5 separate regions of the Sus scrofa genome follow, and all the other regions are linked to region 3. The links are chromatin contacts, called in public HiChIP or PLAC-seq and promoter capture Hi-C maps. All regions are on one chromosome and are shown on one strand. The core of a region is the stretch at or near the end of the contact, and the rest is flanking DNA. Distances in the headings are between cores, read along the strand shown.

The links. Promoter capture Hi-C pulls out the DNA fragments that hold promoters and counts their contacts. HiChIP or PLAC-seq counts read pairs in DNA pulled down with a chosen protein or histone mark.
Region 1: a promoter capture Hi-C map of fetal liver shows a contact between it and region 3, with 4 times the contacts expected there. The contact joins the promoter of ORMDL1 here to the promoter of HIBCH in region 3. A contact is called at or near these places in 2 of 5 promoter capture datasets (fetal liver and liver) and 1 of 2 datasets of contacts at active chromatin or transcription factors (skeletal muscle).
Region 2: an H3K27ac HiChIP or PLAC-seq map of alveolar macrophages shows a contact between it and region 3. The contact joins the promoter of PMS1 here to the promoter of HIBCH in region 3. A contact is called at or near these places in 1 of 5 promoter capture datasets (fetal skeletal muscle) and 1 of 2 datasets of contacts at active chromatin or transcription factors (alveolar macrophages).
Region 4: a promoter capture Hi-C map of liver shows a contact between it and region 3, with 3 times the contacts expected there. The contact joins the promoter of SLC40A1 here to the promoter of HIBCH in region 3. A contact is called at or near these places in 1 of 5 promoter capture datasets (liver) and 1 of 47 Hi-C or Micro-C datasets (embryonic fibroblasts).
Region 5: a contact with region 3 is called in a promoter capture Hi-C map of liver, with 5 times the contacts expected there. The contact joins the promoter of WDR75 here to the promoter of HIBCH in region 3. A contact is called at or near these places in 1 of 5 promoter capture datasets (liver), 2 of 47 Hi-C or Micro-C datasets (heart right ventricle and liver) and 1 of 2 datasets of contacts at active chromatin or transcription factors (alveolar macrophages).

What each region holds. Positions count from the first base shown.
Region 1 is chr15:94,375,891-94,378,590 of Sscrofa11.1, reverse strand. ORMDL1 (ORM1-like protein 1) reads left to right here and starts at 1,260. Exons shown (of 4, transcript XM_001926349.6): 1 at 1,260-1,390. All of the region lies in intron 2 of PMS1 (PMS1 protein homolog 1), which reads right to left.
Region 2 is chr15:94,350,247-94,352,979 of Sscrofa11.1, reverse strand. PMS1 (PMS1 protein homolog 1) reads right to left here and starts at 1,377. Exons shown (of 14, transcript XM_021075394.1): 1 at 1,258-1,377. It overlaps OSGEPL1 (probable tRNA N6-adenosine threonylcarbamoyltransferase, mitochondrial), which reads left to right. Exons shown (of 8, transcript XM_021075405.1): 2 at 1,339-1,512. The coding sequence starts at 1,400.
Region 3 is chr15:94,939,924-94,942,623 of Sscrofa11.1, reverse strand. HIBCH (3-hydroxyisobutyryl-CoA hydrolase, mitochondrial) reads left to right here and starts at 1,262. Exons shown (of 14, transcript XM_021076263.1): 1 at 1,262-1,469. The coding sequence starts at 1,435.
Region 4 is chr15:94,160,374-94,163,073 of Sscrofa11.1, reverse strand. It overlaps SLC40A1 (solute carrier family 40 member 1), which reads left to right and starts at 1,281. Exons shown (of 8, transcript XM_003483701.4): 1 at 1,281-1,657; 2 at 2,129-2,196. The coding sequence starts at 1,615.
Region 5 is chr15:93,979,753-93,982,452 of Sscrofa11.1, reverse strand. WDR75 (WD repeat-containing protein 75) reads right to left here and starts at 1,399. Exons shown (of 21, transcript XM_003133536.4): 1 at 1,128-1,399. The coding sequence starts at 1,213. It also overlaps a transcript of COL5A2 not described here.

The DNA of each region.
Region 1 (2,700 bases), core at 11-2,510, 560 kb after region 3:
GGAAAATCAGTTAAGAACAGTGAACCTAAAAAGAAGTAGAGATCAGAGTCATAGACTTTAAGTAGAATATAATGAAACAATTTATTTAAAGAACATAATAAATCTAACCCAATCGGTTTCACAGAACCGATAGGAGTTCCTGTGTTGGCTCGGCGGTTAACCAATCCCACTAGGAACCACAGGGTTGCCGGTGCGATCCCTGGCCTTGTTCAGTGGGTTAAGAATCCGGCGTTGCCCCGAGCTGTGGTGTGGGTTGCAGGCGAGGAAGGGACCCCGCGTTGCTGGGGCTGTGGCGGAGGCCGGCAGCTACAGTTCCAATGAGACCCCTAGCCTGGGAACCTCCACATGCCGTGGGAGCGACCCTAGAAAAAGACAAAAAAAAAAAAAAAAAAAGCAAGATATATACAGTCAACATTGTCTGACAACAATTTTGAGATGTTGTTGAAAGCTGTACTGACAAGGTAATAAAATTAGATTTCAAACATGATGCCAAATAATCTGATTTTTTTTCCTCCCCATTCTCGAAAAGGATCAATTCTTGGTACCCACATTTCCTCAGCATATACAACAAGGACCTGTGTTCAGCATGTAGACAGACCCAGAACACCAGTAAAAATTATGCTTAACTGAAAAGTTTGCTTTCCCCACTTGCATGATGCCACAACATACAACATTATAAAAACGTCACACTCACTCATAAGACAGGCTGTTATGGCTTTGAGGGAGTAAAGTTTCTGCCTGGCAAACAACTTTGAGACCTACTGCCAGAGGGATCTGTGGAATGGGCTGCAACAAAGGCCTAAACACGATTTAGTCAAGAAATGCCAAACCAAGCACTAAGGGGCCCACACCTGAACGGAAACCGCTTTCCACGTGTGCGCGCCCGCGGTCCCGTCTTCATCCGCTTCCCGCCCCTTGAGGGGAGGAGGGGTCACCCATGGCTGCCGCCAGCGCTCTCGCCCCGACCGGGACAAGTTGAGGGTAGGAGGCTCTCGCGCCTACGACCATATAAGATTGGATGCCCCTTAGCCACACCACACTACCTTCTTACTCGTTCAAGGTGGGCAATTAACAATCCAAGAGCGGTCCTGGCACCGTCCCAGCAGGAGCCCAGCCCCGGCCCCGCGGTTCTACGACTCAGCCCCAGCGGGCGCGCGGCGTGGCGGGCTCCAAGCGCCGTGCCTTTAGTCCCGCCCTGCCGGGCGAACGTGGGAGTGGCACCGCCCTCAACCAATCCGGTGGCAGCGCGTTCTGTTCTGAAAGCTTTCGCAAGCTGCGCCGCCCCACGCGCCGCTGCGCGGAGGCTGACCACAAGCATTCGGCCGGAGGAGACGCCGCCGCTGCCGCGGACTTCTTACGTCTCTGAGCCGGCCGCCCAAGAGTGCGGCGGGTGAGTGGGAATGAACGGCCGCCGAGGCTGTGCTGCTGCCTGTGGCACTGGGAGCTGCTGGCGCGCCTGGGTCGGCTTTAAGGAAAAAAGTGGACTCCGGCTTCGTTCGCGGCACCCTGTGTGGCTGTGCGGACCAAGTGGCTTCCAGGGTTGCCCCCCAGTCCCGGTCCGGGCCCTGACTGGATGTGCCGCTCGGAGAAGAAAGGGGCGGGGGTGGGGCGCTGTGGCAGTAGCAGCAGCCGCTTTTGCTGAACTTCCACCGGCCGGGGGCTCCAGCCGCCGGTGGAGGGCTGCTTGAGACTGGCGGGCGGGCGGGCGGGCGGGAGGCTCCTCAAAGGGGTCGCTGCGGGTCCCTGGTCTTCAGACACCTATAGGTCTTCTTTACTCTGTGAAGTCATTGTTAGTCCTGAAGTGGCGCGGCAGACTCCCAGAAAAGGTTTTCTGGGATAGGGTTGGGTCAGTTTTTGCCTTCCAGCTCAAATCTAAATTTTAAGCCTCTTTCGAGCATCTTTTTTTTAGTGCTATCCTGTTTAAAGTGGGAAAAGCATTTTGAGTGGCGACATTTTCTAAGTAGAACTCACAGCATATAAAAGTAAGCTATGATACACGATGGATATTTAGATTAGAACCAATGTTTACACATTTAAATTGAGACTTTTTTTGTTTCGTTTTAGCATAACCAACTTTCATTACCGTAAGCCTATATGTTTTTGGAGGGAGAAATGGACAATGAACTCTTCAGAAATGCTTGTTGGATGGAGTTATGAGAAATTCCTCTCCCACTGCTAATTACGTAATAGAAAAGAGTTTATGTACTTTTTTTTTTTTCTTTTTAGGGCTGCACCCGCGGCATATGGAGGTTCCCTGGCTAGGGGCCCAATCAGAGCTACAGTTGCCTGCCTACACCACAGCAAGGCAGGATCCCAGCCGTGTCTCTGACCTACACCACAGCTCAGGGCAACGCTGAATCCTTAACCCACTGAGCGAAGCCAGGGATCGAACCGGCAACCTCATGGTTCCTAGTCCAGTTTGTTTCTGCTGCACCACTACTGGAACTCTGAAAAGAGTTTATATATTTTTAAATCAGCGCTGTTCCAAGTATAATGTAGCTCTGCTTCCCCTTGTCCCCAAATCTCAGAAAGAAGGGAAGGAGGGAGGGGGGAAAGGAAGGAAGAAAAGAAAACCAAAGCTTTAGAAAAATTAACTATAATTAAAATGTGTAGAATAAAAACAATTCGTGAAAGAAAGAAAACCAGAGTTTTAGAGAAATTAACAGAGTTAAAATATGTGGAATACTTGTTTTAACCTAA
Region 2 (2,733 bases), core at 128-2,627, 590 kb after region 3:
CAGCACAGTAGAGTATTGGGACAGTGCAGTTTAAGTTGCAAGAAAAGCAATACCACATGTGAAAGATTTCACGTTCAGACTAAATTCCAGTATATGAGAGAAAATAACTTATGACCTATTATATGCAATCAGGATGAGTAATTTTTCCTAATATTTAGGTCTTAATTTTTCTTTTTTCCTCTTTTGGATCAACATTGCATCTTTAGGAAAATACTAGCTATTTTACCTCTGGCAATTAAGAAAACAGACTCCAGAGCAGATGTCCTGACTTCTGATCCTAGCTCTGTACTCACTGTAATGACCTGCAAATCATCCAAACTCTGTGGTCCAGTTGTCTCATCTGTAAAGTGAGGACAGTAACTACCACATGGGATTGTTGTGAGAAATAAATTAACCTGCAACAGTGCCTGGCACATAATAAGTGCTACTTTATTGTTAATTATGGTTATTATAACACAAAAATGAAATTTTTGATGGACATAAGTCCTACCAAAAAATTCTTACTAATACTCAGGTAATTTTAAATTTACACATCTGGTAATTATGAATTACATTATCTGCCATTAGACTATAAGAGACTTTCCTACCTCTTACCAAGGGCTTAATACCATCTCTGACCAACCTTGCATTTATAAGGTCTTTGCTTAGTAAAAACTTAAAAGCCTAGCAGAGGATAAGACTAGAATGGTTAAAAAATTCACATACCAATAAAAACAGACTGAAGGAGGTACAATGATAGGGTTACATACTCTGCTGAAGGTGCCTCCAGAGTAAGCAAAGACCATACAATGCACTACGAAAACAGGAATATTACAATTCTTAAAGGTAAGTAAATATCACCATCCCCCTCGCCCCCTCCACCATCCCAGCACTTTTAAACGTAAAAAAACGAGCCAGCCCCATATCTTTTACTTCATCTGAGTAAGTGAAATTAACTTAGACTGTCAGACCAAAAGAATTTGTGTTTGGGGAGAACTCAGCACAAGTCCTTATGAGTGTCCCTAGTTTGCACTCCATGTCTCTGAAACTATTAGATATCTCAAGACACAACACTTAGAATTGGCGATAGTTTGTCTAGAATGGAATGATGAATAATGCACCGCATACTTTTCTCATAGCGGCGTCCAAATTACAGCCGGAGGCAAAAAATTTTTTTCTTTATAGCGTAATGTTTAGAACTAAATGCTACGTAGTCAAATCTGTGTCCAGTCTCCACTAGATTAGTCACTAGGCATGTGACCTTAAAGGTCTTCTTACCTACAAATCTGGAAGCCTCACTTGAGCTCACGCACAGCATTTTTGGGTTAAGACAGCCTTTCTGCCTGTTATTTACACTAGGAGTGACGCCCTCTAGGGAATTAGCAGCTGACCTTGGCGACAGCACTCTGGCACTGGGTTGATGACATCACTTCCGGGGCGACGGATTCGGGCTTTCTTGCGCAGAGAAGGGCAGTTGAGCGTCTTTGGTACGGAAAGAAGACGAGTACTAGCTACTGGTCCTTCACAAGGAAGGTGGGTAAGATTGCTCACCCTTTCTCCCCACTTTTTTGCGCGCCTAAAAAAGCAGGTCCAGTCACAGCCTCTCGCCGCCACCAGCACTGGCGAAGTACCCAAGGTTCACTTGTGATCTTTCTTGGCCCGAAAGAGAAGGGCTTCGCACAAGTTTCCTTGGCAGGATTTAATGACTATAAATCTAATTTCTCCTGGCGTGTCTGTCTGGGCTGCACCCTCTGGAGCTGTTTGGTTTCCAATCCCTGGATGCCCCCTGCCCCTGTGGAGCAATCAAAGTTCCAATATATATGTATTTTTACATTGCCTCCATTAGTTTGTTAGGGAAAGAGCTTGCTTAACATCTGGAAGATTCAGTTGATTTGGGGGCATGAAACTATATACTTGGCAGTGTGACGAAAACTAGGTGCTTTAACGATGGACTGTTATTTTGGGGGAAAGATTTGGAGCGATCTCTTATGATAAACCTGTGGCCAAAATGATGATTGAATTAAAAATTATAATTAATGCATAAGATAGGTATTAGGTTTGGTCGTTTTAATTGAGATGTTCTTTTTAAGATGAGCTTTATGAGAACACTTTTTTTTTTCCTTCTGTCTTTTCAGGGCCGCACCCATGGCATATGGAAGTTCCCAGGCTAGGAGTCTAATCAGAGCTATATAGCTGCTGGCACAGGCCACAGCTACAGCAATGCCAGATCCAAGCCCCAACTTTGCTGCAGTTTGCAGCAACATTGTATCCTTAACCAGCTGAGTGAGATCAGGGATCTAACCCACATCCTCCTAGATACTAGTTGGGTTCCTAACCTGCTGAGCCACAGCAGGAACTCTGAGAACACTTGTTTGTTAGAGGACTGCATCTTACATTGTGTTTTATATGTCTTATGTGACTTCGATTGTATTTAATTAAATGATTAATTTTTATTTTGAAAGATGATTATGGGAAATGGAAGGCACAAATGTTTATTAGTTATGTTTTGTCTTTATTGTTTGATTAAAAAAAAAAAAAAAAAAAAAAAACGCCTTATGGAGTTCCCCTGGCTCAGTGGTTAATGAATCTGACTAGCAACCATGAGATTGCACGTTCAATCCCTGGCCTTGTTCACTGGGTTAAGAATCCAGCGTTGCCATGAGCTGTGGTGTAGGTCTCAGACGCGGCTTGGATCTCGCGTTGCTGTGGCTCTGACGTAGGCTGGCAGCTACAGCTCCGATTAGACCCATAGCC
Region 3 (2,700 bases), core at 13-2,512:
AAGAGCAGAGCATTAAATCAAACGCAGGGTCCTTCTAAGCATGGAGCCTTGTGAGACCCTGGTTGCACACCCATGAAGCTAGGGGAACAGGGAAGATTTGATCTTGGGCTTACAAGAAAGCTCACGTTCTTTCCAATAAACCACGCTGATGATTTTTTTTTTCTTTCTGCACACTGAATGAGGGCGATGTCAGATGCTGATGTCAAACAGCAATTTCCTGTGCCAATTAAAAACTGAATTGCAGGTCAGGAGTTCTTCCTGTGATGTCTGTTTGTCCTCTGTTCAGTGGATATTTGGTAATTATATTTGATCTAGTAGAAAGGTAACTGCCCTCCCCCGCCCCTCCACCGCAATGTTTGGCTGCCCCAAGGCACATGGCACATGGAGTTCCCCCGGCCAGGGATCAGATCTAGGCAATAGCTGCAACCCAAGACACAGCGGCAGCAACGACAGATCCTCCACCCACTGTGAGGCACAGGGATCCAGCCTGTCACCCAGAGCTCCCAAGACGCCTGGGATCCCATTGCGCCACAGCGGGAATTCCTGGAAAGGGAAATTTTGACCAAAGACTTGATAGTATATTCTTAGACGTCCACTTGCTAAGACTACTTAAATTCTCTCTGAAATTCTTCCCTGAATTCCTCCTTCCTGATAATATTTCGGTGGTGATGAAATTTTTGTTGCTGGACCTTTAGGATTATCTGGATACAGAGGAGCATTCTTCTAGGAATCTACGTAATAGTAGATCCTGGTGGATGAGTTAAATTTTGGGTTCAAGAGTAAGCTGTTTTCTAGAGGCAATTACGCTTTCTCTGTTGACGGTAACTTCTATAACTTTTTCAAAAAAACTGGGACTATTCCAATCCTAATATGAAAGAGGTTCTGCTAAATTAGGCTAGGAATAAACTACATCAAAGTCCTCCTCTCCCTAAGTGCATTTCATCTGATTGATTCTCAGAAAAGAATACTAAATTTACATTTTTAATTAAAAAATCTTAAGATTTCAGAAAGGTCTTTCCCTGTCAATCTATGCTAGTCAGTCTAAGCAGGCTAAGCCTGGAAGAACACTTGGGGTTTTCCTAACAGCCTGTAGAGCATATTCTTTTCCCTCCTAATATTGCATCCGGCATAAGGTATCCGCCAGGTGCTTGCACCCGGCGGAAGCTTTCCTTTCGCTTTTATTCCGGCATGGCCCCGCCCAGGCCCCGCCCCTTCCCACGCTCCTCCTCTCCCGTTCTCAATCTAGTTCCAACGCCTGTAGTTCACGCTCCGCCCCTCGGCGCGGCGCAGCCGAAGTCCCGCCCTGGGCCTCTCTGGCCCGCTGGAGGGCTTGTAGTCTGTGCTCCGCGGCGCCAGGAGGCTGTGGGCGGGTCCGACGTGCGGCGTGTAGAGTCAGTGCGCTGCTGGGGCCGGCTGCTTTCTAGTGTTTTGGCTATGGGGCTGTGGAAGGTGTGGAGCTTCACGTCCAGGTGAGTAAGCAAGGAATATAGGCCTATTGGTTACCCTCCCCCAGGCGGAAATGGTCGGGGGTGGGGACTACCTTACCTTGAAGTTTCGGAGTTGCCGGTGGAGGAGCAGCTCTCAGACCTGAGCCCTGGCCTGCCCGGGCCAACCTCGGCCCTTTTCCAGGTCTCGCTCTTACTCCTTCTGGAACCTTTTTTTGCAGCATCACCTTCGTTTTTAGCCTTTCTGGGTCTTGTGCAGCCTTGACCCCCGCACTCCTTTTTTCCTTTGATTCCCTTTTCTATCCTTCAAAGTTGAGTAAGTTTGGAGGAAAAGCGGGGTTTCCTTTGGAAACTTGGAAGAATGTTGTGGCGTGTTTTGTGTTGCCAGCAAATGCTCCTTCTTTGCCGGTTGTTTGTTGCACCTGTGCGCATGGTGTGAATGTTGTTCAGCACTTGTCGCATGCTTCCAGTGTTAGTATAGGTATCTGGAACTTTTAGGCAAGTGTTGTGGACATAGAGATTTGTGTGTGTGCAAATATGCTTAACTTTTTTTTTTTTTTTTTAAGGGACGCACCCGCTGCCTCTGGAAGTTCCCAGGCTAAGGGTCGAATCGGAGCTACAGCTGCCTGCCACAGCCACAGCAACCCTGGATCCGAGCCACTTCTGAGACCTACACCACAGCTGACGCCACCGCTGGATCCTTAACCTACTGAGCAAGGCCAAGACCCTCATCTTTATGGATACTAGTCGGGTTCGGGTTCATTAACCGCTGAGCCACGAAAGGACCTTGCAGCAAATACGTTTAACTTTTGAAAGTGCTACTCAGTGCAGCTTGAGCTCAGCTGAGGAAACCTGGTAGCGATCACTGTAGAAAGTTAGGATGCAGCAGTTTTGAGGCCTACAGCCTGCCCCCATGCCTTACCAGGTAGCAGCTGGGACCACTTGAAGAGAGAACAGTCTGATATCCTCCACAGCTGAAGTTCCTGGGATTTTTAGCCGTGGATTTTGCCTAGGGGAAGGGGATGGGAGTTAAAAAAAATTTTTTTTTGAAGCTAGTTACTGCTTTAGGGCAATGTGTCTAGTTGTTTAAATTAACATTGTATCCACCAACCTGGTATTCAGTATTGCAGAACAATCAAAAAGTTGCTTTCCTTCATGGTATTTTTTTTTTTTTTTTTAATACCTTGAAATCAGTGTTCCTGTGCCTGTAACCACCAGCTCAGAGAGCCTTGGCAGATACTATGAAAATCAGTAC
Region 4 (2,700 bases), core at 32-2,531, 780 kb after region 3:
CTCCAGACCACATCCCAACCGAATCCAGCTGCACCCCGCCCGTCGACCTCTGGGGCTCCTGATCGAGAGTCTAGATACAGGGCATATATTCACGTGTGTCTCCCTTCATTACTAGGTGACCGTCGGGCCTGTGTTTAGGGTGTGGAATCTAGTTGGAGTTTCAATGTGTAGGATCCAGTCCCGGAGCTTCGGTGAGATTGAGAAGGGTAAGGTAACCGGGGGGGCTAAACGAGCTACGGGGGCTTTCGCATAGAGGAGGTAGGGGTGGGGATGGAAAAGTCAGTAAAGGTTCAAGTCTGGTATTCTTTAGCGTCCTTCACCTGAACTTCCAGGACACCGAATGGATGTATCGGGACTGGGATACAACTGGGATAACCGGTATTCCTAGTAACTGCCTGCCAGTTTCTAGGCCATTTGGAGGAGAGGTGGGGAAGGAAGCGACGCGCAGGTGCGGGCGGGGGCCAGAGGGAGCTGAGGGAGAAGGAAGGATGGTGAAGGAGATGCTTGCGCCGTTTCCTCCTGGTTGTATCTCCAGGAAGGATTCAGAGACCCGAGTTCTAGGCTGGTGGCTGGGTTCCTAAGTCACTGCGGGATTTAACCCTTATAGGGTTCCATTTTCTCCTCTGAAGAGGTCTGGACCCTGATCTTTGCGCCCCTTCCTGGCCCTTAATTCTGGTTCTTTGAGGGAAGCCCCGCTACGCAGTCCTGGGAAGAAGACATTCCGCAGGCGGGCCGGAATGGGAAGGCCAGGAAAGCGGCCTCTGTGACATGGACTATGTTTATTTAGCTACTTATATTAAAAGTGATTTTCGTTTAAAAAAAAAAAAAAAGATGTCCCCCCCCCCCAAGCCGGGCCTGGAGTTTTGCACGACCACCTTTGGCGGCCGCCCTCTTCCCGAGTCGGCCAGGCAGCCTGTGCGAAGCGCAGCCCCGCAGCCCCTACCCGGGCTTGGGGCATGCATCTCCCCGCCCGCCAGGCTCCCGGTCCTGCCCTTCCCGGTCGCCTGGCCTCCCTCAGCCCCTCTCGCGGCCTCCCGGAGGAAGGAAAACCCGGCGAGTGGAGCGAACCCGGGGAAGGTCGCAGCAGGCCCGCAGCTTGTTTGCAGCCAGTCGAATGCTAGCGCCGCGGACTGGCGGCGACTCCCGAGAAGGGCGTGGAAGGCGGCTTGGCCCCGGGCCTCGCGCCGCGGGGACGCCCGGGTGGCTCTGAAAGGGAGGGGGCGGCCCAAGAGGCGGTGGCGGCGGGAGCCCCGCCCCGGCCCCGTATAAGTGCTGGGCTTGGGCCGGGCCCGCGGCGGCGGCGGCAGCGGCGGCGGCACAGGGCACCCGACGCGGTTCGGACGCCTGTTGAGCCTCCCACCCGCCTCCATAAGGCTTTGCCTTTCCAACTTCAGCTACAGTGTTAGCTAAGTTTGGAAAGAAGACCTAAAGAAGACCCCGGGGCCGTTTTCCTTTTTTTGTTTTTGCTACAGTTGTCTCGGTCTTTTTGCACAAAGCTGTTGTGTTTTCAGAGGTGCTCTCTTCAGTTCCTTGCATTCCTGCTAACAAGCATCTCCGCAAGAGCAACAGCGGCAGCGGTAGCAGCAAAAGAACGAGTGGGGGTCGCCTTGTGTCATGACCAGGGCAAGAGAGCAAAACCGCCAGGGAGGATGCTGTGGTGAGTTGAACCAATGCAGTGGAGACCCGCAGCTCCAAGCAGGTGTTGGAGGAATGTGGCTCAGCTGTTAACCGGAGTGCTTTGTAGCTCCTTTGACTCTTGTTTTGGTGGAGGTTGAGGAAGAAAGGAATTTCAAGGTATGGGGAAAGGGGCTTGTACACAGGCAAGGATGGAGTAGACTGGGCAATTTGGATTGCCTTATTAAAAATGAAATGGAGTTTAAAAATGTTGAAAACAAGAGGTTGTTTTATTGTATGTGAAGTTATGCAGTTATTTATTGATCAACAAGTCATGCTGCATTTTTAATCAACCCATCAGTGTCTAGGTGACTTAATAAAATATTCGTGATTTACTGCACAAAGTGGATTTTAATAATTATGTTTAATAAGAGCAAATGAATAAGCATTCCAACCTCAGCTCACTCAAGTGACTAACTATGCTTTTTATCTCACCCCTTGTGTGTCTTTGCAGGATCCTTAGCAAACTACCTGACCTCTGCAAAATTCCTTCTCTACCTTGGTCATTCTCTATCTACTTGGGTAAGTGAAAATCTGCAGTAGTTCTTCCAACATACTTGCACAATTTCTTATTTCCTTTCATTTGGTCCAATTGTATTAAGCCATCCTCCAGTTTTGTCATGCAGCTAAAGAAACAAATCAACCAACACACATGCTTTCACGAAAAAGTTATTTTCACCAAAGATGTTTTCCCAAAGGTGTTAGCAAATGCTATTTAATTATTGAATTGTCACACTTTGTGTAGATTGACAACTATCCAAAGACACGATTAACAAGGGCAGCATTAATGGTATTGTTTGTTAAAATGTATTTTGCATTATAAAAGGCTTAATAAATGGTAATATCTGCCACTGAGAATGAAGGGATATGTCATGGACCTTCAGTTTTTTCACATTTGAAGATATTTCTCTATTTTCTTCTTTCGTTAAAACTATAAGTTCCAGGAATTCCCACTGTGGCTCAGCTGGTAACAAACCCAACCCCTGGCCTTGCTCAGTGGGTTAAAGATCTGGCGTTGCCCTGAGC
Region 5 (2,700 bases), core at 150-2,649, 960 kb after region 3:
AATAAGGTGTAGAAAACAGTACACTGGAGGAAGAAACTGGATATAAGTTCAAAGTGGTAGAACTCTAGCAATCTCTTGAAGCTTCAGTTTCTTTCTTTGATTCACAAGTATCAACGAAGCCCTCTTTATTGTAAAGACCAGGGATTCCTTTTTTTTGGCCACTAAGCTAATTTATGAAAGCTCCTTCAGTCACTCATGCATGCATTCAGTAGCTATCTGCTAAAGACCCATAAACAAGATATTGTGGCCATACAAACCTTCACAGACCACTATCTCTACTTTTCTAAAATAGAAAGGGTTTTAATTATCCATCACTGACTGAAAATCTCATTTTGTCACTTATAGATGACGCTGACAATACAGCAGTAATAATAATGACAGCTGACTTACATTGAACCATTAAGTGCCAGGCACTGTTCGATGCGCTAAGTATTTAGGCACTTAATCCTCTCAACAACCTTATGAGATGGATTACCAAATACTCCCGTTTTATAGAGGCAACTGAGGCAGAGATTAAGAACCTGCAGAGGCACAGAATAGATGAACCGGGTTTCGAACCCGCTAGTTTAGCATCCAGCTACACTGAACTCCTGATGAAGGGGACCAGGGCTTAAACATGCTTTTATCCCACACAGAATCTAATATTTTCCACGCAAAGCTCCAAAAAGGTGACCAGAATGGTTTTTTAGGGGGTAGGATATGTGGAGAACTCCCAATAATTAATCGTTCAGGAATTCCAAATCATGATTCGGTCCCAAAAAGGGATACTCATGGTACTGCAAGAACAGCGGCATACATATTTTGTACCTGGATCATTTTCCAGCCGCCCCAACGACCAGCCGATTCTAGACACGTGGGTCCGCTCCCGGGGGCCCCTCAATTTACCTGCAGATCTGGAGAGGGAGAAGCGCGCGCGCCCCAGTCTGCAGTGCCACTGGACTAACAGGTATCTCATTCCTCTTAACAGCTACCGGCTCCTCCTGGGGCCTGGAGTGCTCCGGGCGCGCCCCTTCCCGAGACCAGAACCGCCAGCCCGGACGCGCCGGATAGTTCTTCCTCTCCCCCCCGCTCCCAGGTGGTGGACTCAACGCCCCTCAGCCTGGCGGCAAAGCGCGGCGCACCCATACTTAGAATCCGCAGAGAACACCGCTCTCCTGAAGTTCAATTCGCTGCCGCCACAGCGAACCACGCGGAGACTCTCTTCTGCCACCATCTTCGCGCAAGCGCAGGCCCCGCCCCGAGCTTCCTGGACGGAAGCCGGTTGACAGGGCGTTTGTCCCGCCTACAGACTCCCACTCGGGGCTCTTCTAGGCCTCAGTCTCTATGGTAACTCTTTATGGTAAGACCCTGCGCCTGCAGGGCCATCTTTCGTTTGGGCAACCGCTCATTAGGACGCCTGTGAAGAAAGGTAAAAGTGAAATGTAGTCAAAGACGCAATGCATTTATGTTAGATTCTCCTAAAATTTTATTTAGTACAGATAACTTTCTCTCTGGATTTATCAGTCTGACTATAGCTTCTTCCGCTGAAAGGGAAAGGTGAACCAAACTGTGTCACGTGACCACCGGTCCTTTCCCATCCTCGCCGAGCTTCCCCTTTTTCTGAATCGGGCGCTTCGTGATGACGCCTGCCTTGTGAGCCAAAAGCTTTCTTGGTCTCACGGTTGAGTTCTTGGGTGGGGAGGTAGAATTCTCTACAGTTGTTTGTTTCTCTCATTAGCAGTCTCTTTGCCCTATTCCTCTAAGCGTAGCTCACGTTCCTACAGAATCTTCGCAGCTGCAGAGCCTTGCCTTTTCCTTTGGACATCTAGCTCCTCCGGGATTCTGGTTCTTATTTTTCTCCCCGGTCGGCCGATCTGACATTCCACTCTATCCTGGCCAAATTCCGTGGTTTTAGCTTCCGAAGCCCTGAATGCTGAGAAAGTTAATGTCTCCACATCCGTTTCTTTTTTATAAACGTATGTGTATCATTTTTGTTGTTCCTGTATATTAAGGGGTGCTCATTTTCATTCATTAATTTAAACATTTACCAATGCCCTCTGTACTGGCTCCCTACCACTCCTAAAGGTGAAGAGCCACTGTCAGCGTCACCTTAACAGGAACAGGAGATCTGCCTTGTACGTGGATCTCCTTAGTCTTTCTGGAGGCAAATAATTATTGAGAACCTTCTACATGTGAGACACAGTGCAAGACAAATGTGATCCCTGCCTTATTACCTTCAATGGGAGAGAGAGACAATAAAAATGTTTAATGTGACAATCACAATTTGTGTGCTGAAGAAAATAAAACAGTAATATGAAAGGCCAGTTTCCGAGGCGGTTTAGGCTTAACCTAATGAATATGTGTTTGTTAAGGTAGTGCACGTTAAAAAACAGTATTTTTAAAATGCAACGTTAATACAAATTTGATATAAAATAATTCAGTGCAGAAGTAGAATGGTCTTGGTCCATCCTACACCCCATGAATATCTCTTAACCATTAAAGGTTTGGCGTGTATGTTTCCTGATGTTTTTCTAAGCGTATATACACCTTAACATTATTCTTGAATGTAAGGCACCATGTATCCCTTTTCCCCCTCTATAATGCTTTCACTGCATTGTATACAGATTTTTATCTCTTTTTCTTAATGACTGCATAGCATTCATCGAGTAAATATGCCACAATTAAGTCATTCTCTCAAAGGTGGATAGTCATTTCCATTTT